Regions from separate parts of the Mus musculus genome. Here regions 2 and 3 are each linked to region 1. Evidence: chromatin contacts called from public Micro-C and promoter capture Hi-C data. All regions are on one chromosome and are shown on one strand. The core of a region is the stretch at or near the end of the contact, and the rest is flanking DNA. Distances in the headings are between cores, read along the strand shown. Region 1 holds the start of Fam120a (family with sequence similarity 120, member A). Region 2 holds the start of Barx1 (BarH-like homeobox 1). Region 3 holds the start of E030007A22Rik (a long non-coding RNA gene).

Region 1 (4,875 bases), core at 1,110-3,609:
AAGTTCTGTGCTCTGTGGCTGGCTGGCTCTCTCTATTAATCTAGTAGTCATAATCCTTTTTTTTTTTTTGGAGGCAGTCGGGGAGACAGGGTCTCTCTGTCTCTCTGTGTAGCACTGGTGACCTGGAACTCATTAGGTACAGAAGATTGTCCTTCAATTCACCCAGGTCCACCTGCCTCTGCATCCTGAGTTCTGGAATTAAAAGGGTGAGAATTCTTGGAAGTCTATGGTCATGCAGTATTATTCATTTATTTTTCCCCTCAGTAGTGTGGTAATCACTTCATGAAAAGTTTCTCTAATACAGCCCTAAATGGAGAAAAAAAAGTCCCTAATCATATTGTATTCCCAAGCAGACTCTAAGATTTAGTATTTTTCAAATAGGATTTAGATATTTAGAAAATTTAAACATCACTCAACTCCTGAATTTTCTTTATAGCGTTGTTAGCCAAACAATTTCCCAATCATTAATAAGTTTGGAGGGCATACACAGTTAAACAGGGAAAGCAAGCATGATGAAATTTTGAGGGCTTTTATTATGAAAATGAATTTTAAAGTTCTCAAAATTCCAAAGCACAGTCTATACAATCACAGAGTACAGAAGTGACTACAAAAGCTGGCATTGCTAACATCTGTATAACAACCTGGGAGGCCACAGAAAGCCAAGGCTCTCTTAAGGAGAGTGATACTTTCTTTTAGAAGGATCACCATCCTACGGTCTTAAAATAAAATGTATGCTTAATTCCAAAATCATGGGTGCTAGCACAAAAGCTTTCTCCCCTCTCCCTTTTTAAAATAAATAAATAAAAGCAGTAATGTTTAAAAGAAATAAAAAACAGGCCAGGCAGTCAGGATGGCAAAGGGCTAGCCCAAGCAGGCCAGCAAACAAGAAACCACAACAAAAATAAACACAAACCTAAACAAGTGAATGAAATATATATGGAATGTAATCTTGTTAAGAAAATACAAGTGATTCATGTGCAATCTTGTATACTAGCTGTGAATTACATAAAACTTGATTATTTTGGGGGATGTTATTATTTAGTGAGGCTTTAAGTGTAATCTTAATTTCTAAATGACATGGAATTACTTACTCTGGGATTAAGTTTTCTACTCAGCTAGGCGGACTAGTGGCCTCATCACTAATTTTATACATAAGTGGCATAACGTATCGGGTTTAAAAAAATTAAGGAAAATCCATCAAGGCCCTAAGCGCATTTCATCTGTCTACATCACAGGAGCCTGTGTTTGAGATTGGTGGAAGAATGGGGTGTTATGATCACAGTTCATTGTATACACGCATGAAACTGTCAAAGAATAAAAATAGTCTTTAAAAGAAAAAAAAATTAAAAGAAACTATAGAATTCAGTTTGCCTATTCTCGAAGACTCTGATGGGGGGCTTTGAGTCTGCATGAACTTGGTGTTCTGTGCGATGGATGGGTCACTCCTGTGTCCAGTGCACCCCGCTCCAGCAGCGGCTTGTCTAGAAAAAGAACAGATGAAAAATTGAAGGTAAGCAAAAAAACAAAACAAAACAAACAAAAAAAACCGCTCCTTTTTCTTGGGGGAAGGGGGAGCGGGAGGCGGGTTTCATGTAGCCCAGGCTGGCTTCCAATTGGATGGAATGACCTTGAACTTCTCTGATCCTCTACTCTCCACTTCAGAATGCTGGGATTACGGCCTAAGCAACACGCGGGAATCGAACCCTGGGCGATCGAAGATCCCAGACAAGCACTGTGCCAACTGAGCTACGTGCCCAGGTCCCCAGCGGACAGCTTCTCCTTCAGAACGTTTGGTCCTGGCTCAGCATACGTACCGTCGGCGCCTGGGTTTAGCCGGACCCTCGCAGCCCGAGCCCCTGGAGGCAGCGCACGTCCGCTCGTCTCCGGAGGGCGGCGCACGCCGGGGAGGCTTGCCCCTCTCGGGGAGTCTCCTCAGCCGGGTCCCGACACCAGGCCGTGAAGCCGCCGTCCCGTCCCGGGAGCGACGCCATCTTGTCGCCGCCGTCCTCCTCCGCGGCTCGCGCTCCCGGGCTCCAGGCTCCCCCTAACCCCGCCGCGCGACACACGCGGCGGAGGAGGAGCGCTGGCTGCCGGCCACGCCTACCGGGCCCGCAGCCGCGAGCGGGGCGGAGCCAGCCTCGGAGGCCGCGGCCTCCGGGCGCGGCCTGCACGGGCCCAGGCGCCTCCCCGAACCCGCCCGGCTGCGGCCCCCTAAAGGGCCCGACAAGCCGAGTAGCGCTCCGCCTTCTCCGCCCCGCCGCCGCCGCCCCGGGAGCCCGGCCGCGGCCCCGGCGCCGCCTCTTCCGCCTCCCGCGTCCGCGCGGGCGGGCCCGACGTCAGCGCCGCCCCGCCCGGCCCAGCTTCGGCCTCGGCCTCGCAGAGCGCGGCGGCGGCGCAGGTCCCTCCCCAGACATGGCCCTGGGAGGCGGCAGCACATGGCGGCCGCGGCGGCCGTGAGCGCGCCCCCGGCCAGCCCCAGCCAGCCCTGAGGCTGCCCGCGCCCGCCGGCCGCGCCACGGCCCTGCCGCCCCCAGCCCCGCCGCCGCCGGCCCCGCCGCCGCCCGCGCGCGCGCGCCCCGCCGCCGCCGCCATGGGCGTGCAGGGCTTCCAGGACTACATCGAGAAGCACTGTCCGAGCGCCGTGGTGCCGGTGGAGCTGCAGAAGCTGGCCCGGGGCAGCCTGGTGGGCGGCGGGCGGCAGCGGCCCCCGCAGACCCCGCTGCGCCTGCTGGTGGATGCCGACAACTGCCTGCATCGCCTGTACGGTGGCTTCTACACCGACTGGGTGAGCGGCGGCCAGTGGAACCACATGCTCGGCTACCTGGCGGCTCTGGCCAAGGCCTGCTTCGGAGGCAACATCGAGCTCTTCGTCTTCTTCAATGGCGCGCTCGAGAAGGCCCGGCTGCACGAGTGGGTCAAGCGGCAGGGCAACGAGCGCCAGACAGCGCAGCAGATCGTCAGCCATGTCCAGAACAAGGGCACGCCACCGCCCAAGGTCTGGTTCCTGCCTCCGGTCTGTATGGCCCACTGCATCCGCCTGGCGCTCATCCGCTTCCACGTCAAGGTGCGGCTGCAGCCGGTTCGCCGGGGTCTCCCAGGGCTGGGGCTGGGGTCTCTTTGGGCCTGAGTCAGGATCGGGCCTGGTGCCCTTTGGACCGATTCCCTTCGGGTTTGGGTCAGGGTTGGGGTCTGGGGTCACTTGGACAGGAGTCACAGTTGGGCTACAGGCCTCTTCGCGCTTCGGGCTGGGCCTGGGATTGCTTGGGTAGCGATCAGAGTTGAGTCTGAGGTTCCTTGGCCCAGGGGTTTGGGGCTTGGCCTAGGGTCTTTTTGGGCTTGGATTTGGGTTGGACTTGGGAGGTCTCTTAGGTCACTGTCAGCGCTGAACTAGTTCCGGGAAGCCCAGCCTAGCCCAGAGTGAGTCCTGGGTGCCCCTGCCCGTGGAAGGCCTCAGCAGGCTTCAGTGTCTCTCAGGGCCCCTCTCGGGACATAGCGTGTCACCATGCCCAGGCTTGATGCAAGCTAGGCAGAGGGGCCCTAGAGCAAGATGGATGCCCGGGCCTTTAGGCCTGGTGTGGTTGAAGTCTACCCACCACATTCCTCCCTACTCTCTGGCCTCTGTGGGCCCATAGACTTGTTCATATGACACTTGAGGCTGGTGGATAGACCCTCACCCAAAGTGGGATCGGTGGTGTCGTCTCCCACATCCTCAGTCTTTCTCCTCCCCTGAGAGGCCGACAGGCTACCCACTGGCCTTATCCTTAAGCATATACCCATCTGTCGAAATTAACCCACTCTTTCCCAGCAACAGGTTTATCTTGGAAGTCTGGAGAATAAATAATGAGAGTATATTGCCAGGACCTTAGGCACAGGAAGCTGAAAACAGAGCCTCCAAAGCTGTGGGAGAGGAAGGAACCTTGTTATAAACCAGGGCTGATCTCTTAATTCTCAAGGCAGATGCCCTGCTCTTCTACCTTTGAAAATGAGATGTTTGGAGAAATTGTCTATGGTAACGTTTTGGTTTTAGATTTCATGGTACTGTGAATTTGATGAGATGGGCTCTTGTCAGTTCTCTGAGTTTTAAAGTGGTTCAGTTCTGTATGTCTACTATGAAGGTAGCAATTAGGACCAGGAAGAAGAATTTGGGGGTCGTTTGGCATAGGCAGGAGCTTGTGAGAGCTGTTTTTCTGCTGCACAGGAAGTGTTGAGTGACCTTCACTAGCCCTGATTGGTGGGTAAGGAGGGAGAGCTCCACATGTTAGCCCTCTGCTGTCCCGTTGGCAGAAGGTTCTGCAGCCAGAATTGGGCCAGAGAACTTAAGGGCTCCGAGGTTGATTGAGAGCCGAGCACCTAACTGATCCTCAACTTTGAATAGCTTTGCATTTTCATGATTTTTTTTTTAAACACTTCTTTGGGGAGGGGTGAGGCTGTTTGAGTTTTTAAGACTTGCTACTGTCTTCCAACTTGCTCTTTTCTTTGGAAACTGAGCTTGAGTTACAACTTTTAGCATGTCTCCCTCTTCCTGACCATCCCTGCTGGCAGTGGTGATGGTGGTAGTTAAGCCTAAAATGATTGCGGAAGTCCCACCCAGGGTCCTGTTGCAATTGGTGAAGTTGTGTTTAAGTGTGTGGGTGGGGGTGGCTGGATGCCTGGTGATTGGCCCAGGAATATGGCAGATACACAGCCTGACATTTCTTAGGGAGTTCGTGTGAGAGGCAGTGTGTGCCTCTCACTTTTTCTCTGTAGCCTGGGGCTCTCAGAGGGGGAAAGCAAAGCTGTTGCTCTGTGATCTACCTCTAGTGGACAGCCTGGAAATGGACCTGCTTTAGTGTTGCTTAGTGATGGGAAGTAACATCTAAGACACAAAAAGAGTTT
Region 2 (4,875 bases), core at 644-3,143, 310 kb after region 1:
AGCCCGAACCAGCCACTCCCTGGGGATTTAAACCCAGCATCCTGGGCGACCCTCCTTCAGGTAGCTATCCCGAGGAGTCTAGAAAAGAGTATCCCTCGCATCCTTTGCTCTTTTTTGGAGTCCCCATGAGCCAGTAGGCTCCGAGATTTCAGGATGCTTTAGAGCAAGTTCGCTGCTCCGAGGACATAGAGTATGCCTTTCGTGAAAAAGAGAAACTAAGAAGAAACGGGTGAATTTGGAAGCGGGGGCGGGGGTGGGGGAGCTTTTGCATTGGGAAAAGAACGTTGTGGAATGTGAGCATTTGTTTTTCTGGGCGCTGTACCTACATCACTGGCTGAGGCTTGGACATTGGCGAGGAAAGGGTCACCAAAGCATCCTTTGAACCTGAAAATTGTCTTTCTTGTTTCCTCTGTTCAGACCCCCTCCCCCCAAGAAGCATGAAGACCTCTCCATGTTCTTTAGCCCTAAATCGGCTGTTTGCCCGCTTCAAACGAATTGCCAACAACAGAGTCCTTTTATAGTGAACGGCAGCAGAGAGGCTGTGAACCAGATGAACATCAAAGAGGCAAACTGGACTGGCTGCTACCAAGACTGGACAGAATCTGGGGCCGGTTCCGGAGGCCGCTAGCTGAGCTGGAGTCTATATTGGACGCTTCCTTTCCTGGTAGGCTTCTCCTAAAAGAGATACTGGAAAGGATGGATCTGCCTGGCTGAGAACCATCAGGGTAAGGGGAGCATAGAAAACATAGCAGGAAGTGGGAAGAGAATCTTGCGGAGGGGGAGAGGTAGAGGGGAGACAGATCCACTTTACCAAAAGGCTAGGAAGGAGGTCAACCAAAGAGAGTCACTAAGCCCTAAGCCGAGATGCAGTACAGGGCAGACTGCCTCACAATCTCCCAAGAGACAAGACGGAGACAGAAAAGATCTGAGCAAGTGCTTCAAGACGCACGAAAGCCCAGCAGATCTCGGGATGGAAGGACCAACTGGGCAGCGGATCACAACCAGGCCTCTTTCCCTCAAACAAGGCCTACGGAGACCCTGGCCGCAGCACAGGCCTCGGTCGGTTGCTGACTGGAAAGCACGGGGTTCTGAAAGGCTCCTGGATGGCTTGGGCATCCAACACTATGCGACACGACCCTCTTCTCCAGAGCTTTCCCAGTCTGGGCAGCTACTGTTATGCCCAGCCAACCCTACCGCGAAACTCAGGCTTCCCCTGGTTTGAAGTCATTTTGATCCAGAGTGCTCGGTAGATTGATTTTGTAGCAACCATAGGGATGCGGTCTCTGGCTCCTGGCCTCGCCTATCACCCGATTCGAAAAAACTCGAAGCCGCCCTGAAGCAGAAGACAAACTCTCTTCTGGTCTGACGCGAGGACACAAGGCCTGGTTTCTGCCTAGCTCATTGCTCGCACCCTCCACTTTCCCGTTGGAGTGCGCGAAGAGAGGTAGGTGCCTCGGGCCTGCGCTGAGCTGCATCCCAGGTCGCTCCAGAAACAGGGGAGAAAGAGGATGAATTACGGACAACCCCAGGTCTCCGACTCCCACCCGCCCGCCAAGCCCAGTCCTCTGCGCGGCGGCCGCTGCACGTACCCAGGTGGCTGTGGAAGGGCCGGGCGGCCAGCAGCGCCTGTACGCCGAACTTGAGCAGCTCGCCCGCGGCGGCAGCGGCGGCCGCGGGCGCTGCGCCCTTGGGCCCCGGAGGCTCAGTGAGGATCTCTTCGATCATGAAGCTGCGGTAGCGATGCGGTCGGTGATCCGCACAGCCCTCGGGCGGACCGAAGCGCGCGGCTCCCGGCTCCCCTGGCCGCTGCATCGCGGCTCCCGGGGATGCGCCCGCGGCTAGGAAGCGACGGCGGCTAAGCTCCGGCGCGGGGCCCGCGCGGGGCTCTAGGCCGGCCCGCAGCTCGCGGCGGCGCGCGGGCGCCGGCTCATGCCCCCTCCCCCGCCGGCTGGCCGGGCGGAGGCGCAGGGCGCGGGCGGGGCGCGCGGGGCTCGGCCAGTCGGACCCGGGACTGCGTCCCCGCCCCGCGCCGCCGCGCCTCTAGCCTGGCCAGCCCCGCGTCACTGCCTTGCCCCGCCCGCCCTGCCCCGCCCCGCCCCGCGCTGCCGCCCCCCACCCACTAGGCCCAGCCGGAGGGAGGGACCCAGGAGGGAGGAAAGGAGGTTGAGAGGAGGGAAGGAGGGAAAGAGCCCGGGATAGGGGCTCGCAGGCCGGGACCAAGGGAAAAAGAGGAGAGCTCGCCCAAGAGGACAGCCCTGAGGATAGGACACTGCGGAGATGGGCAAACCGAGGATCTTGAATGAGAGGCGTGAAAAAGTCTGAAGACAGACAGCAAGGACCACGCAGGATCCTAGGCAGTGATGTGAAGGTGTCCAAGACGCCTCTTAGACGTGAGTGCGCCGAGACGTAGAGAGGAGAGAGCCCCAGAGGTGCAGGAGGGCACGGGGAGGGCACAGCAGCAAGGCCAGCGGACTGGGTGGGATGGGGAGGGGCTGGAGTGGTGGTGAGGAGGAGGGGCAAAAGCCAAGCTGGGAAAGGGGTAGCCTTAAACAGCTTTCCCAGGTCTGCGAGATGCTGTAGGGATCCAGTGCAATACACCGGGGTGTAACTCGCAGGGTGGTGACCATGCCTGTGCACCACTTCCCCCCCTTCCCTGTCCACCCCAACCTCAGTTTACCATTTTGATCTCAAATCTCTGAAGCTACCCTGGGAGAAAAAAAAAAAGATTCTCCAACTAGGATTTACCTAAATTTCTAATTTAAGCTTACCTGGACACATTTTCTCTGGCAACCACCAGACTTAGTGGGCTGAGTTATGTTTACTTAGAGCAAGGGATAGAATAAGGGCAGATGAATAAAAAGGGGAAAGACTGTCACTGGATGAACTTTGAGGCAGGGGATCATGGAATACTCTGAGAGTCTGGGGACCTAGCTCCATCTCTGAGCCTCCAGTCTCTCACAGGACTAAAGATGGGGCTGTTAGATCATTCTCTTTTTCTCTCCCCAAATTAACCTCTGTTGAGTGTGCCTCTTTGAGTCTTGGCACTGACAGTTTCTGAGCTGTCTCAAGTCTGGAAGACTTGACTCTTGGCTCCAGGGAGTTTGTGGGGATGGAAGGTGAGACTTTTCTATACCCAGGGTGACCCATGCCAGCTGTTCAGGGGTAGCAAGAAGGGTAGGGTGTCCTCAGGAGGCTAGGAGAGGACTTGCTGTATTTCCTATCTGCCTCTCTCAGGAGTCTTGGGTTCTGTCTCCACCCTGTCCAGCCTTCCTAGACTGGACTCCATGTTTTAAGCCACTCCTACTTCCCACGAATGCTCTCCACAGAGCCTAAGCCCTCACTGCTGGGAAACTGAGTTCATCACACTATATCCCAACTCTCCAAGTTGAAATAATTTCTTCTGCCTGCTGACGGGGTTGGGGTGGAGGGCTCAGAAGCCTACTGGACTGTAGCATCCGGGACACTAAGAAATGACCAATAGCCTTTGACCATTGAGCCTGGGAAGGGGACAAAGGGCATCTTTCCAAATGTTCTGCTGAGATGCAGACCCCCCCCCCCCAAAGCTCATTGCTACAGCTCAGCCAAATGTGCAGCGACTTTCTGAGTCAGGAGACCACCATCAGGACTGAAGGGAAGCAGTCTTTAGTGGCTTCCCGTTGCTTTAGACTCCTGAAAGGGGATAATCAGGTAACCAAAATAACTCTTTAGAAGGGTGATACAGGACCCACTAAGACCACCCGCACACATATCAGAGACAGAGTGGCAATGGGCATCTTCCCACTGAACAGAAAGGAAAGTCGGTGTCTACTCAGGACATAGGAATCTTGGCCAACAACCTCCTTTCTCAATACAACTCAATCCAAGGACTGGTTCAGGCATTCCAGTGAGTAGAAGCGGCTTTCTAGGTACCATACCTATACCAGAACAAAGGCCTTTCTGCCTATACTGCTTCCACTCTGTCCATCCCTGGAGGGCTCAACATCAGGCCCCTCCACTTCCTCTTGGGCATCGGAAGGAGTATAGCTTGGAATGGGTTCTACTGGGGAGGAGTCCCAGCCAGCTCCCATCCTATCTTCTCTGATTTTGATCCCGACAGAAGCCACCCTGTATTTGAACACTATGCGCCTTCCTTCCAATTTCAGCCAGGTTTCCCCAAAACGCAAGGTTGATCCTGGAAATGGGTCTGAGCTACCAAGACCACTCATTCCTATTGTCGATATCCAGTCAACAGCTCTGTTTTTATTGCCAGGAAGGAGTTTAAGGTCAAGCTGAACAGAGGAGGCTCATTTTTTTCTGGCATGAAGGTCTTAATTCTAGAAAGAGACCCCACCCCCACTCCATTCCACAGGTGCGCCTCTCCCCCTCCCACACACACCCTCCAGCTCCTTGGACGCTGGCCAGGACTGTTTCAAGCCGCCCAGGCCGAATGCCTGCAGTGATTCCTGCCTGCTGGGAATGAAGCCCCAAGGACTAAAAGCTTAGCCTGGCACCAAAGGCTCAGAGCCAGGCTATGCCCCGATGCCCCATGCCCTCTTTAAGCTCGAGCCCCTGACGCATCCTTTTCAAACTACATTCTTCTCAAAGTCCAGAGGGACCCTAAAGCAAACCTGCGAATAAACCCCTTTTAGGCGAAAAAAAAATTGCGAAGAAATGGCTTCAGGGATCCTTTGTTTAGGAATTCTGCATTGGCTGGCTGGAAAGGGGTTAGTTCACAAGGAAAGGGGTTCCCCCTTCCACTTGGACGGCACAGGACGAAGGGAAGTCCCCACTAGAGGCGCAGCCACTGAGTCCTAAGCCTAAAGCCCGCCAGGGCCTCCCGCCTGTCGCCTAAACTAAAATCCCGGAAACTGGCCGCTCTGGGAGAGGCAGGCACGG
Region 3 (4,875 bases), core at 1,674-4,173, 290 kb before region 1:
CATCTGAACACACATATGCATGCACATGCACACGCACATACACAAATAAAACGAGGATTAGAGGCACAACACAGTGAGATTGAACCAAAGCAAAAGTGTGTCCCAGCCAGATAAACACCAAGTCTTGATGCAGCACCTGGGCTTCGGGGGCATCATCTGGGCTCCAGAGCCTTGGGCAGGCCCTCTCCTGCACTTCTGCTTCTTGCAGCATATAGCCTGTCTTCATTCAGGTCCACTCCATACCTGCAGATTTCCCAAAGACACCTCTTACCGTTCTGGCATCTCCAATATCCTGGGGGTGCAATACTAGGCTCTAAGCTCACAGCTCCACACAATGGACTTTTCAAATCCAACCATAACACACGGTGTCTGGCCTCCGCTGCTTTCTAGGATTATAGTACAAGCCACACAAGTTGTGATACTCTTGCATCTCGCATGCCTATAAAACCGGCACTACGTTCTGCTTCCGGATCCAGATGTAGTCTGGCTTCCTCCTCCTGTCACCGCTGAAGTGTGCCAGGCTGAGGAAACGCTGCTCTAGATGGTTGTTTTCTAGCAGGAAAGCTCAGAAGTGTTTACAACTCAGTGGTACTTACCACCCAGGCTCCCTCCTTTCGAATGGATCTGCAGTCTACAAGTGAGAGCCTTTCATAGGTGGAATCTTGAGTTGCCGGGTACCTTGCCTGTTGTCCTGGTGGTGAACTGATGTTTCCCTTTAAGGGTGTTAAGTCTTTAACAACAACAGCTGCTTTCCCAGCAAGGCCTCGTGGGACTTTACACACCCTTACTCGCTGAGCTGCACTCTTCATAGCTTGCTGCTCCCGTTTCTGAGAAGAGCCAACAGTGGCCGAGCCACGGGCTGCCTGCTATTCTGTCTTGAAGTATCCTCCACCAAACCAGTTAGCCTATTACCTTTGAGTTCAGCCTCACTCAGGCTTTTGGGACATGGACAAAGCATGGTTGAAGATGAGATTCTTTGCCAGAATGTCACACACATAGGCTGGTTGCCCATAAAGAAAGTCCTTAACTCTCTGGAGACCTCATGAGCCAGGCCCTCCTCGGTTTCTCTCATGGCCCATTAGTCTCTATTTTCACCGAGAACTCTAGGGCTTTCCTCTTGCCCACCCCATTCCAAAGGTCTAAGAACAGCCTGGTCAGGTTTACTCCAGCCCTACTCCCAGGTACCAATTTTCTGTATTGGTTACTTTTTTCTTTGTTCTGACAAAAAGAAAAACATGGATGGAAGGGATTTTACAGGTGTGAGGTTATGGTCCTTCACAGGACTTGGGGGGAGAAGGCACGAGCTTGAGGCAGCTGGTCACTTTGTATCCAGTCAGGCAGCAGGGGGTGAGAAATGCTGCTGCTAGCTCAGCTCCATTTTCCCTTTTTATTCAGTCCAGGACCCCAAGCCCTGAGATGGTGCCCTCTCTGCTAATTAACCCTCTCTGGAAATACTCTCATAGGTGTGAGCACGTTTGTCTTGGTGACTGCAAATCCTGTCAAGACGACAGTAAAGGACAACATCACAAAAGACTTTTATATCCAAGTGCATGGGAAATGGTGTAAAACCAGGAGAGGAGGGTCCCACACAGGGAAAAACCCAGCTGCTATGTTAGCACTCAGCCCACGGACCGCCTCACCTGGCACACCATCCCCACTGTGCCCCAGCACTGGCTTCATCCCCCACAGTCCCAGGGAAGAGAGATCAGCTTCAGAGACAGCTGGCCACCAACCCTCTCTGCCACCTGTATAATCTTTGGGGTTTGGCATTAAGCACCAATTACTCCAAGACCTCTCTTGATGCCTTTTAGCAACTTGTACATGTATTGGGTGCCCAGGAAACAGAGGTGCTCACCTTTGTATTAGGTAGATCTCAGGGGTACGGCAAGGAAAAGTCTGTGCCCAACCAGGAGTCATAGAGGCTGCTGCCTGCGCAGTGATCCCATGACTAGATCGTTCAGTGGCTACCTGGAACTGCCTTCCTTGCAGAGTTCTGCACAGGCATGGGTGAGGCCAGCTGTCCATGGGTGGGGTCTAAGCCTGTCCACCCTTTTCAGTATTTCCAGACAGTCCTCCAACAGTGGATAGCTGCCAGCCCACAACTCTTCTCCCATGGTCATCCATCATTATAGGTAGAACATTCCTGGTGAGGAGAGAGAGAGAGAGAGAGAGAGAGAGAGAGAGAGAGAGAGAGAGAGAGAGAGAACCCACCCAGACCACAGGTTCCCTCTCCCAGACCGGAGCTCCACCTCTGGTTGCTGGGTGTCAGAATTCCAGAGCTACAGGTCTGGGTGAGACAGGTGGGATGCAGCCAGATCAGGGCAGACAGACTTTGAGAAAGCAGCAGCCTCCACCAACATTCTACACATTCCAGACCACTAACGCCAAGCTTCTTTAGCCTGCCCAGCCCATGAATGTCTGAGTTGGGTGCCTGCTCTCAGGTAGGAGCTCTGGCACCCTCCTGCAATCCCCAGGAAAACTACCTCTTAGCCACCAATGGTATGGTCCCACAGCAACACTGGGTCACCTCCCAACCTACCAGTTTGCTTTTGGAGCTGAAGGACCTAAACACTTCTCCCTGCTGGGCCATAGGAAGCACATACCCAGATGTTGCCTTCGGTAGGAGCATCCCCAGATGTCTCAGGATGGTACCCACCTTGTCTGCCATCTTTGTTCTCTCTGTGCTTTATTTCCCTGCTTGCCAAGCCAAGATATGCTGGCTAGGGATTGGACTCTGCCATCTTTGACCAGCTGGGGCAAGATGCAGGACAACAAGAGACTGTGCCACCAGGTGATGTGGGACAACAGGAGACTGTCCGAACAGGTCTCAGGAACATGGATCATCTCAGAGAAGAAATGGGGGCTGCACCCCTGAGTTCTGGGAAAGTGAAAGTGAAAGGTATGCTAAGAAGTAGGTGCTCTGCTCTTCATCCATTACATGGGTAGGAGTAGCAAGAACCCAGTTCCTTCAATCCCAGGGATTGGCTCAGAGTGGCCATGTGACTCAAGATGGAGGGTCCTATGACCATGAGAGGAGCAAGCTACCCAAAAGTTTAGACCTTTTTGGAACCAGAAGGAAGATGTTCTCATGGAGGCTGATTTCTGATTTCGCCTCAGGAAGAGACATCAGAACATTGATTTCCTATTAGATCAGACCTTCTACAAAGAACTGACCTGTCCCACACAGCAGCTGCCGACAGGGACCAGCAATGTCTGTTAGAATCTCTTGTCTTGCTCACATTTCCTGCATTCACAAACCAGGCTCACAGCACTCCGGTGAAATATGAGACCCTTTCTATCCTGCCAGAGCCATACCTGCCCTACAGGAAGCTCAGTTTTCAGGGCCCTGACAACCCATACAAATACAACACCCCCTTTCTTCAAGAGTCTCCAATCCAAAAGGGAGCCTGGCTTTCCCTTTCTTTATCAAAACTCAAAGATGTAAATCATTGCCCCTTTTGAAGAAAAGCAAGTCCTATCTCCAAAGGACAATAGGAAAACTACTAACAGCAGCAAAGCCCATCCATTTCTAGGGGAGACAGCTTTTCATCTCAAAGCAGCCCACCTCTTAGGGAGCAAGATGACGTGTGACACTGAGTCCTCTGTCTTCGCAGAGTCTCACTGGACGCAGCGTCTGTCTTTTCCCTCTCACAGAGGATGACCCTGCTGCTCTCTGGAACAGACTCTGCAACACAGGTTCAGGCTCAAGGAATTTATTTGGACTGCAGTCAAGGGAGGTGACAAGCAAGACAATGAGGACAAATGCTGATACAGGGTGTATTGTGTAAAGTATTGATGGTGCCCCTGATCCCTGTCATCCCAGAACCTCAGATGAGGTCATTGCTGTGATTTGTGAGGGGCTTCAGCGAGATCCAGGACACGTGGGGATACTTTGACCAAAGTGGCAAAAAGACGAAGTTTATTACAGAGCCCAAATCCTAGCATATCTCATGGGACCAGCAGGAAAAAGAGCATTTGGGACCTGTATCTTTGCTGGGGCCCACAGTGCTGCTGAGGTGAGTCTCCTGAAACACTAGCTGGGCTCACCTGAAGATGACATAGGGCTGAGGGCCAGGGGCTTGAGTTCCATTTGTGTCTTCTTTCACTTTTGAGACAAAGGAATGACTAAGGCAACTTAAAAAGAGGAAGGGTTTGCTTTGACACAGGATCTGAGGGTATGGCCTGTCAGAGCAGGGAAGTCATGGCAGCAGTGATGAATGTTGGTGCTCAGGCCACATTCTTCTTTTCATTGAGTTCAGCATCCCAGGCCTTGGGCTGGTGTTTTTCTCACTTGGGGTGGGTCTTTCCTGTTCTGAAAACTCCTGCACAGACACATTCAGAGGGGTCTCAATGGTGACTCTTTATCTAGTCAATAATAGGGACAATGGACCATCATAGCTGTCAGGGCCTCAGGGTCAGAGGCAAAAGGCTGAAGGTCTAAAGGAGGAACTGAGGAAGGATACCTCGAGAGATGCAGGTCCCACTGTATGAGCCTGAGACAGGCATGCATGAACGGCTGGGCTGTATCACAGTGAGGGTTTTCAGGATCAACAGAAACTGGGGAGACCCAGGTAGAACCATTCCCCAAAGTCTTCAGAGTGTGACCAAGCAGAAACCTCTGTTTTAGACTGGTAGCTCTAAGTTGGCAGTTGTCAATCTATCGGTCACGACGCCTTTGCAAGTCAAACGACTCGATCGGAGGGGTCACCTAAGACCATCATAAAGCACAGATGTTTACATTATGATTTCCACCTATGAGGTAGCAGCAACATAACGTTGTGATTGGGGTAACGACAGCGTGAGGCACTGCATGAGGGTCACAGAGTTAGGAAGGTTAAGAACCACTGTTCTGAGTGCAGAGAGTAAGCACCTGTG

What was found. Promoter capture Hi-C pulls out the DNA fragments that hold promoters and counts their contacts. Hi-C and Micro-C count contacts between places; a contact is called where the count stands out from the background.
Region 2: a Micro-C map of embryonic stem cells shows a contact between it and region 1, with 2.9 times the contacts expected there. The contact joins the promoter of Barx1 here to the promoter of Fam120a in region 1. A contact is called at or near these places in 8 of 39 promoter capture datasets (cranial neural crest, embryonic stem cells, frontonasal cranial neural crest and 4 more), 5 of 484 Hi-C or Micro-C datasets (LSK cells, embryonic stem cells and nephron progenitors) and 19 of 115 datasets of contacts at active chromatin or transcription factors (T-cell acute lymphoblastic leukemia, cardiomyocytes, craniofacial prominence and 11 more).
Region 3: a contact with region 1 is called in a promoter capture Hi-C map of pre-B cells. The contact joins the promoter of E030007A22Rik here to the promoter of Fam120a in region 1. A contact is called at or near these places in 4 of 39 promoter capture datasets (the C10 cell line, neural stem cells, neutrophils and 1 more), 1 of 484 Hi-C or Micro-C datasets (bone marrow-derived macrophages) and 3 of 115 datasets of contacts at active chromatin or transcription factors (the 230-238 cell line, bone marrow-derived macrophages and effector CD8 T cells).

Annotation. Positions count from the first base shown.
Region 1 is chr13:48,965,544-48,970,418 of GRCm38.p6, reverse strand. Fam120a (family with sequence similarity 120, member A) reads left to right here and starts at 2,359. Exons shown (of 18, transcript NM_001033268.3): 1 at 2,359-3,064. The coding sequence starts at 2,591. Fam120aos (family with sequence similarity 120A, opposite strand) reads right to left here and starts at 2,307. Exons shown (of 2, transcript NR_015601.1): 1 at 1,815-2,307; 2 at 514-1,481.
Region 2 is chr13:48,660,054-48,664,928 of GRCm38.p6, reverse strand. It overlaps Barx1 (BarH-like homeobox 1), which reads right to left and starts at 1,893. Exons shown (of 4, transcript NM_007526.4): 1 at 1,590-1,893. The coding sequence starts at 1,812. Gm36606 (a long non-coding RNA gene) reads left to right here and starts at 2,137. Exons shown (of 4, transcript XR_382336.3): 1 at 2,137-2,390.
Region 3 is chr13:49,256,145-49,261,019 of GRCm38.p6, reverse strand. E030007A22Rik (a long non-coding RNA gene) reads right to left here and starts at 2,923. Exons shown (of 2, transcript XR_003950519.1): 1 at 1,856-2,923; 2 at 1-243.